Regions from separate parts of the Capra hircus genome. Here region 1 is linked to region 2. Evidence: chromatin contacts called from public Hi-C data. All regions are on one chromosome and are shown on one strand. The core of a region is the stretch at or near the end of the contact, and the rest is flanking DNA. Distances in the headings are between cores, read along the strand shown. Region 1 overlaps CLEC3B (tetranectin). Region 2 has its middle 15 kb from the start of TMEM158.

What was found. Hi-C and Micro-C count contacts between places; a contact is called where the count stands out from the background.
Region 1: a Hi-C map of blood shows a contact between it and region 2, with 12 times the contacts expected there. The contact joins two enhancer-like sites. A contact is called at or near these places in 2 of 5 Hi-C or Micro-C datasets (both in blood).

Annotation. Positions count from the first base shown.
Region 1 is chr22:54,158,079-54,162,075 of ARS1.2, forward strand. It overlaps CLEC3B (tetranectin), which reads right to left. Exons shown (of 3, transcript XM_018067001.1): 3 at 3,486-3,997. The coding sequence ends at 3,604. Among named protein-coding and RNA genes, the nearest start is that of CLEC3B, 7.7 kb to the right of the region's middle. Within about 2 kb of position 1,968, at least 2 of the 5 cell types and tissues checked have an H3K27ac peak or open chromatin away from gene starts, as enhancers often do.
Region 2 is chr22:54,018,611-54,022,582 of ARS1.2, forward strand. No RefSeq gene overlaps it. Among named protein-coding and RNA genes, the nearest start is that of TMEM158, 15 kb to the left of the region's middle. Within about 2 kb of position 1,966, at least 2 of the 5 cell types and tissues checked have an H3K27ac peak or open chromatin away from gene starts, as enhancers often do.

The DNA of each region.
Region 1 (3,997 bases), core at 718-3,217, 140 kb after region 2:
CAGGTTTAAGGTTTTCCTGGCGGAACTTGCTGATGAACGGGAGGAAACTAGTTTCCCGATTTGACTCTGGCTTATTATTTGGCTTGCATGTCTTAATCGGAAAGACACTTTCCTACTACTACTGCGCAGTTGTTTTCCCAACAATGCAAAACAGGAAAGCCACCCTTAGAGGATACAACCAGCCCCATCCCTCTGTCTTTGAGCAGCCTCAGAAATGGCAGGGCAGTGAACACCTCAAGAACAGGATCCAGGCGTTGTGGCCTAGCTTCTGTCTGAGCAATTGGCATACGGAAGGAGCTCAGTACTTACTAGCTGGCTGTTTGGAGAAATGGTTTGCACAAAGCTCTTTCTGCTAACAAAGTGAGACTCTTCGGCTCATTCTCTTGCAAGCAACATGACCTTGGCTAGTCACTTAGCCGCCCTGGGCCTCAGTTTTTTTCATGTGAAGATTGCATTGATCTTTGAGCTGTTTCTCCTGCGACTGTGTTCTCATGCTGTACAAAACAGCAGTGCATTCTAGTGGAGAAAATGGTTAGTTTCATAGATTGTGTCATGATTTTTAGCATGAAAGAGACTCATAAACCGTGCTTTTCATGAGTCACCCATGAAAAACAGGTGAAGTAGAATCTAATGTTAAGCTTCAGAAATAGCCCTGGAAAATCTGGGTGGAAAATGTGTTTTTACAGAATTCCTTTCCAGCAATCACAAATATACACCAATGCACATGACCATCAACTCCTTTTCACAAAAGCTTCACAGTCACATCATGAAATATCTGAAAACTTTCTTCAAGATTCAGGAAGGGCTGAATGTAAATAATAGATAGTACATGGGCCTTGGAACTCAACAGACCTGAAATCCAGCCCCATTCATGGATGTTCTTAGAAAAATTATCCTCTCTCTACTGTTTTCTTCAACTATGAAATAGGCTTAATAAAAGCGCTCTCCTAGGTTAGTATGACTGTTGAGTGAGGTCATTCATGAGCTGTTGTCAGGACATAGGAAGGGGGTTGTGGGTCAGTGCCCAGCACACAGTAGGAATGCACTCACTGCTCATTCTCTTTGCTTTTATGAATACTTCCACCTTCTCTCAGCAAAGCCAAAATCCAAAGAATGTGCCTGGAGGTTGTGCGAGGACACAGGAGTGGTTTAATGTTTTCATTTGAAGCAAGTATGTTTATGTGTGTGAGAGGGAAGCTCACATTCCAGGGGCCGACTCTGACCAGAGTTTGAACCGGTCTTCTTTGCCATGCAACTAGCAATTATGCAGGAAAACCTGTGGTTTAGGGAGGTTGGGAGAGACTGATGGGTGAGTTGCCAACCAGGAAAGATAGTACTGACACCTCGATTAACCTCTTCTCCAAGGCAAAGAACTGGAAACAGCTGAACTTGCGAAAGCTTTTACCCAGCATTTTGCGTGACCGGCACTTACAGCAATATTTCAAATTGTCCCTTTGTTGGACATCCTCAAAATCTTTGCACACCAGGGCAGCACATGGTAAAGAGGGAAATGCGTGATGATGAAAGAGGGCTCTACCATCAATTCTAATAAAGAGTAGTATAGAAGCTGAAGATCTAGAAACCAGTACCTTATTATTGTTCATGCACCTTGGAAATTTTTAATTTTGTAGCCAGTGCCATAAGGAATAGTATGGTGAGTGAGGCATTTAACTGGGGTACAAAATTTAAGGAAGTGCCTAAAAAACTCAGTAATCATGATACAAAATATTTGAACACAGTGTTTTAAAAAATAAAAATTAATGCAAACAACAACAGGTCGAAACTTAAAGCAAGATCCCAGGGCAGATGTACCCTAGCTTGAAGTCCATGAGTCTGTGTCTTAAAATCCCAAGCACTTTCGCAGCTGATTAAAAATGGTCAGTGATTCTTTTGCTTATGCTGCCACCTGCTGCTGAAATCAGGCAGCGCCACAGAGGCAGTTCTCTACCAGGACCCTCTCTCATACCCAAAGGCCTGGTGCCCTCTTGCGGGCATCCACGAAATGCAGGAACTTTGAAAACGTGTGGCCTACATCCTACTAGATAGCTGAGTGGGGTAAAAAGAGCCCAAGACTCAGCCAGACCGACATCTGCATCTCAATTTTGCTTCTCATTTGCTAGGTCATCTTGAAAAAAAGAATCACATCGCTGTTCTGAGCTTCAGTTTCTGCATCTATCATGAATGTCTTCCATCATTACATCTTCCTAAACTGTTGAATTACATGAGATGGTTTCCATGACAATGTCAGGCAGGCTGTGTGGCACAAAGTAGACACAGAGTTCACTCTAAGCCACCTCCCCCAGCATAGCCCACTCCCCGTGATCAAATCAAAATATCATTAATTTACCTCTGAAGGCAGGACACACTCAAAGACGACCAGGGAGAAAAGATATGGCAGACATGGCTGATCTGGGAAGACCTCCCCTAAGCGGGTTACTAGAGCTAGGCCTACATGGTTGGATGGGCCAGAGGGGTTCATGGGGCCACTTGTCTGATGTTTTATCTCAGGGAAGGTCCAGTACCATGAGACAAGCATCACGGTGGTGGTGGAAAGGCCAAGGCCCTGGTCATCCTGGCTCTGTGACCAACGGAAGTCACTCAGCTTCCCTGAGCCTCAACTTCCGTTTCTACAAAACGGAGATAATAACATGCCTGTCCCTGGTGGATAAGATTAAATAAGATGACTTATTTAAAGTTCCTGTGATTCAGTGGGCTCAGTAAGTGGTAGCTGGTATTTCTAGGATGGAACTTTCTTTGAGGAGCAGAAAGGGGGTCACACCAGTCAGGCAGTGTCGGCCGCTCTCATTTTTGACTCCTGTTCGGCAAGAGGGGGGATGCAAATGTTCCCTGTGGCAGACCGAGCTCTCACCCTAACAGGACTCCGCGAGTGAGTGCACCCCAGAAATGAATCCCCAACAGAAAAGGGTGGGATGGGGGTGTCCCTTCTGCCCTGCAGTTGTGGAGGGGATGCTGAAGTGGAGTTTACGATAAGAAGCCTGGAAATCGGAATAAGGGCTGTAACTTAGATAAGAATAGAGTATCAGTGTTCATCTCCGGACCTTGAGGAAACCTCCGTGCTGCCATGAGAAAATCTCCTTGCTTTCAGGAAACACACTTAAGAATTTAGGGGTAAAGGAGTAATCACGTCTGCAATTTATGGTCAAACGGTTCAGGAAAAAATGAAAGGCAAATGGGGGAAATATTAGTGTTTGTGGAATCTGGATGAAGGGTATTCGGGAATTCTTGCTCTCTGTAAGAGGGAAATCAAATGAAATATAAAGTTGTGTAATTTAAAAAAGGCAGCAGCAGTCAAGGGTTCCCGCCTCCCCTCTGTTCTCTTTCTCCCTCCCCTTCTCTGTGCACCCAGCTCACCATCCTTCACCGCCTCTCTGCTTGCCTCCTAAGAGCCTTCTCCCAGGGACCCCAGAAGGGCTCCTGGACTCTCCCCGCCCATGGGAACCGGCACAGACTGCAGCCACTCTCCATCACGGTGCACCCACTTTATTTGCGAAAGGAGGCGCCCAGCGCGCGGGGGGCGGGGAGGTCCCCGCACCCCTCCTCCGGGGCTCAGGATCCCGCGCCCGGCCCGGCCCTCCCGGCCCGCTAGACGATGGCGAACTGGCAGACGTAGGGCAGCTTGTCCCGGCAGCGCTTGTCGAACCACTTGCCGTTGGCCGCGCCGGACAGGGTGGCGCAGTTCTCGACCTTGCCGCCGTCGGGCTGCGCGGTGATCTCCGTCTCCCAGTTCTTGTAGGCGATGTGGCCACCGGTCATGTCCACCCAGGCGCCCTCGGACGCCATGTCGTTGAAGCCCAGCCAGACCTCGGCCTCGCTGCCCACGCTCTGGCGCAGGTACTCGTACAGGGCGTCGTTCTCGGAGCCCGTCTGCGGGGTGCCCAGGGTGCCCCCGCGCGAGATGCAGTCCTCGCTCGCCTCGTGGAAGGTCTTCGCCTGGACGAAGGCCAGGAAGCACTTCATGTGCACCTTGGTACCCTTC
Region 2 (3,972 bases), core at 716-3,215:
ACCACTGGTGTCTCTGGTGGCTGGGCAAGTCTGGTGGCTGGGCACCCAGAGCTGTGAGAGGGTCATATGTGCTCGGTGCCTTCTTTGTTCCTTTTGAAAGCATTCTTTTTCTTTTTAAGCGCACAATCAGGTGGAGATGTAAAAGAAAGAAGGAGTATTATTCTGGTATAAAAAGGAGGGAGATTCTGACACATGCCACAGCATGGATGAACTCTGAAGACATTATGCTAAGTGAAACAAGCCGGTCACTAAAGGACAAATATCCACTAGTATTATGAGGCCCCGAGAGTAGTCAAAATCACAGAGACAGAAAGTAGAGGGCTGGGAGGAGGAAAGAATGGTGAGCTGTTGCTTAATGGAGACAGGGTAAAACAGTGAGGATAGTTTCAAAACATTGTGAGCATAATTAATGCCACTGAACCACACATCTAAAAATAGTTTAAATGGGGACATCCCTCCTGGTCCAGTGGATAAGAATCCACCTGCCAATGCAGGGGCATGGGTTCAATTCCTGGTCCAGGAAGATTCCTCATGCCACAGGGCAACTAAGCCCAAGCACCACAACTACTGAGCCCGTGTGCTGCCATGCCTACAGCCTGTGTCCACAACTAGAGAGTAGCCCCGCTCGCCGCAGCTAAAGAAAGCCCACTTGCAGCAACAAAGATCCAGCCCAGCCATAAATAAATAAAATTCAAATTTAAAAAATTAAAAAGTTAAAATGGCAAGTTTTATGTTACATGTATTTTACCACAATAAAAATTTCTTTAATAATAAAAATTGAAGAATAACATATTTTAAAAAAATAATCATAATCCTGGCTCCAACCAAGAGCTGACCACAAAAGATGGGTTTTATCCTCTGTTCAGTGGCGTGAACCGGAAACAGTTCCTTGCGCCGAAACCCTGATGTTCTCTGTGGCAGCCCTGCCCCGCCCACTTCCGGCTGCTCTCCTGCTAGTCCTGCATGAGCCTCGTCACCAGCACTGACAGATGTGACCGTGACACTTACAAAGGAGAGCTGAGCAGACCTGCTATTTACGTCTATGAGGCCAGCAATGAGACCCTGGGTTCCGGGTGGACAGAAGCGAGGTGCCGTGGGCAGGCAGCCTCCAGTATCCCACGTGACGCAACTGGAAGAGAGGGAGAGAGCGGGCCCACAGCCTTTTCCTGTTTCCACCAATTACCTCTTCTCTCTCAGGTCTATTGGCGCAGGAAAAGAAAGATGAAACCATTCCCTTGCTCTCACCAACCAGTGAGAGTTATTCCTTGTGTTAATATTCCAAAACTATCAATGAGTCCCAGGGACTGCAGGTAGCCGTGGGGCTTGAATGGAGTTCATTACTGGGTGCACACCCAGGGCAGAACACAAAAGATTCAGCCTTGACATGTTACAGAAGGAAACACACTTCTGGGCAGTCATGATCGGGCTCAGAAATATATAGAGAGAACATCTTTATTCGGGCACAGGATGAAAATTCTTTACAATCCGGGCCCTGGCAGGATCAGCCGTACCTACCCACGGGACACTGATACGGACGTCATCTTCCCCAGAACCAGACGAGGCTCTGACACTCCGTGAGCTCCAGCTTCCTTATCTATAATATGGGGGACATCACGCCGCTGCTGGTAGAGTTGTTGACGTATGTGCTCCCCGTGAAAGTGAAGTGAAAGTCGCACAGTCGTGTCGGACGGACTCTCGGCGACCCCATGGGCTGTAGCCTCCCAAGCTCCTTGGTCCATGGGACTCTCCCGGCAAGAATACTGCAGTGGGTTGCCATTCCCTCCTCCAGGGGATCTTCCTGACCCAGGGATTGAACCCCTGTCTTCTGCATCTCCTTCACTGAAGGCAGATTCTTTACTGCTGAGCCGCTGGGGAAACCCCTATTTTCATGCATGTTGACCCAGCTTCCACATACTGTCCTTTCTGACTCTTAGGACACTGGTTGCTGCGCCCCACTATGTGCTTGTATCGAATAAGCCAGCAATGTTGAGGAATTGAGGCCCTCCAAGAGGAGCCCCCATCAGGAACTGCTGGGAATCTGTGGAAACACCCCGGCTCTATGCCCTCAGGCCAGGGTAATGCTGAGAAGGATTAAGTACTTGGTGCCCCTGGTGGCAGCACGCTTTCTGGATAAGTCACTCTTGCTATTTTCTTTGTCTCACCTGTCTCATGTCCTCCCCAAGTGGTATTTCCTGAGATCACCTCCAAATAAATTACTTACATCTGAATTTTAGGACCTGCTTTTGGAGAACCCAAACTCAGATCATGCCTAATCTAATTTATTCTTTAGAAGGAACTCAGGGAGATAGGTCCTTTGATCTCCCCTTTACAGGTAAGAAACTGAGTCTTGGAGAGATTGCACTGCTTGCCTAAGTTCTCCCCATTAAAGCTGGGACTTGAATTCCAACATCTGCCTCCACTGCCTCAGGAAGCCCTCAATCTCAGCTCGCCAGCAACTGTGTCCCAGGCAGTGACTTGCCAGGTAAGTCTGAGGCTGCAAGAGGCCACTCCCCACGCCTTCACCTCGGTTAGTCCCCACCTCCACATGCAGTAGTACGAAAGAGAAGGCACGCCCATCCCTAGAGTGCTCGCCACCAGGTGGCGCCCTTTCTAGGAGGCCAAGGCTGGCTCTGCAAATACCCTAGATTCTGCAAGTAACTGGTCAATAGTTCTGACCCAGCTACTTGGAAAAAATTAACACAACATTGTAAAGCAATTACACTCCAATTTAAAAATAAATTAAAGGGACTTCCCTGGTGATCCAGTGGTTAAGACTATGCTTCCAGTGCAGGGGGCCTGGGGTTCGATCCCTGGTCAGGGAACTGGGTCTCACATGCTGCAACTAAGACTTCGAATGTCACAACTAAAATATCCTACATGCCACGAGTAAGGCCCCAAATAAATTCATAAATATTTAAAATAAATAAATTTATTTAAAAATAAGTATCTAAAACTCCTTTCTGATATAAATAAGTGATTGAATAAATAAATGGAGAGAAGAAACAAATCTCCCTTACAGAAGCATTCCAAATAATCTATGTAGGTCTACACTCACAAGGGTGTGGAACACAACTCCTCACTCGTAAGTGTGGGCCGAGAGTCACTTTACAGTGGAGAACCATGCAGAGGCCACCTCGGCCAGTTGACTGAGGTTTACATCAACAGTGATAGTCATGTCAACAGTAGATACCCTTGACCTGCTGTGATGACAAGGGCATCTTACCTTTAGGAGGTCTTTCTTCCCAAAACCCATAACCCCAGTCTAATTATGAGAAAACATCAGACAATTCTAATTCTAATTGAGGGGCATTCTACAACATACCTGACTGGTAGTCCTCAAAAAACTGTCAAGATCATCAAAACCAAGGACAGTGTGAGAAACGGTCACAGCCAGGAGGAGCCTAAGGCGATGTGGTGTGACATAGTGACCTGATAGGGATCCTGGAACAGAAAAAGACATTAGAGAAAAACTAGGGAAATCTGAATAAAATTCAGTCAATAATATATCAATGTGAAAGTGAAAGTGAAGTCGCTCAGTCATGTCCGACTCTTTGTGACCCCGTGGACTATAGCCTGCCAGGCTCCTCCGTCCATGGGATTCTCCAGGCAAGAATACTGGAATAGGTTACCATTTCCTCCAGAGGATCTTCCCAACCCAGGGATATATCAATGTATCAATATTGGCTCATTAACTGTAACAAATATATCCTATGAATACATTTTTATTTTGAAAAACTTTTTATTGAAGTATAGTTGATTTACAATATCATATTAGCTTCAGGTATACAGCACAGAGATTCAATTATATATATGTATATCCTTTTCCAGATTCTTTTCCCTTATAGATTATTACAAAACATTTAGCATAGTCCCCTGTGCTATACAGTAAGTCCTCATTGGTAATTATATGCTAACAATATTAAGATGTTAATAATTGGGAAATTGGGTGTGGGGCATATGGACTTCTCTATA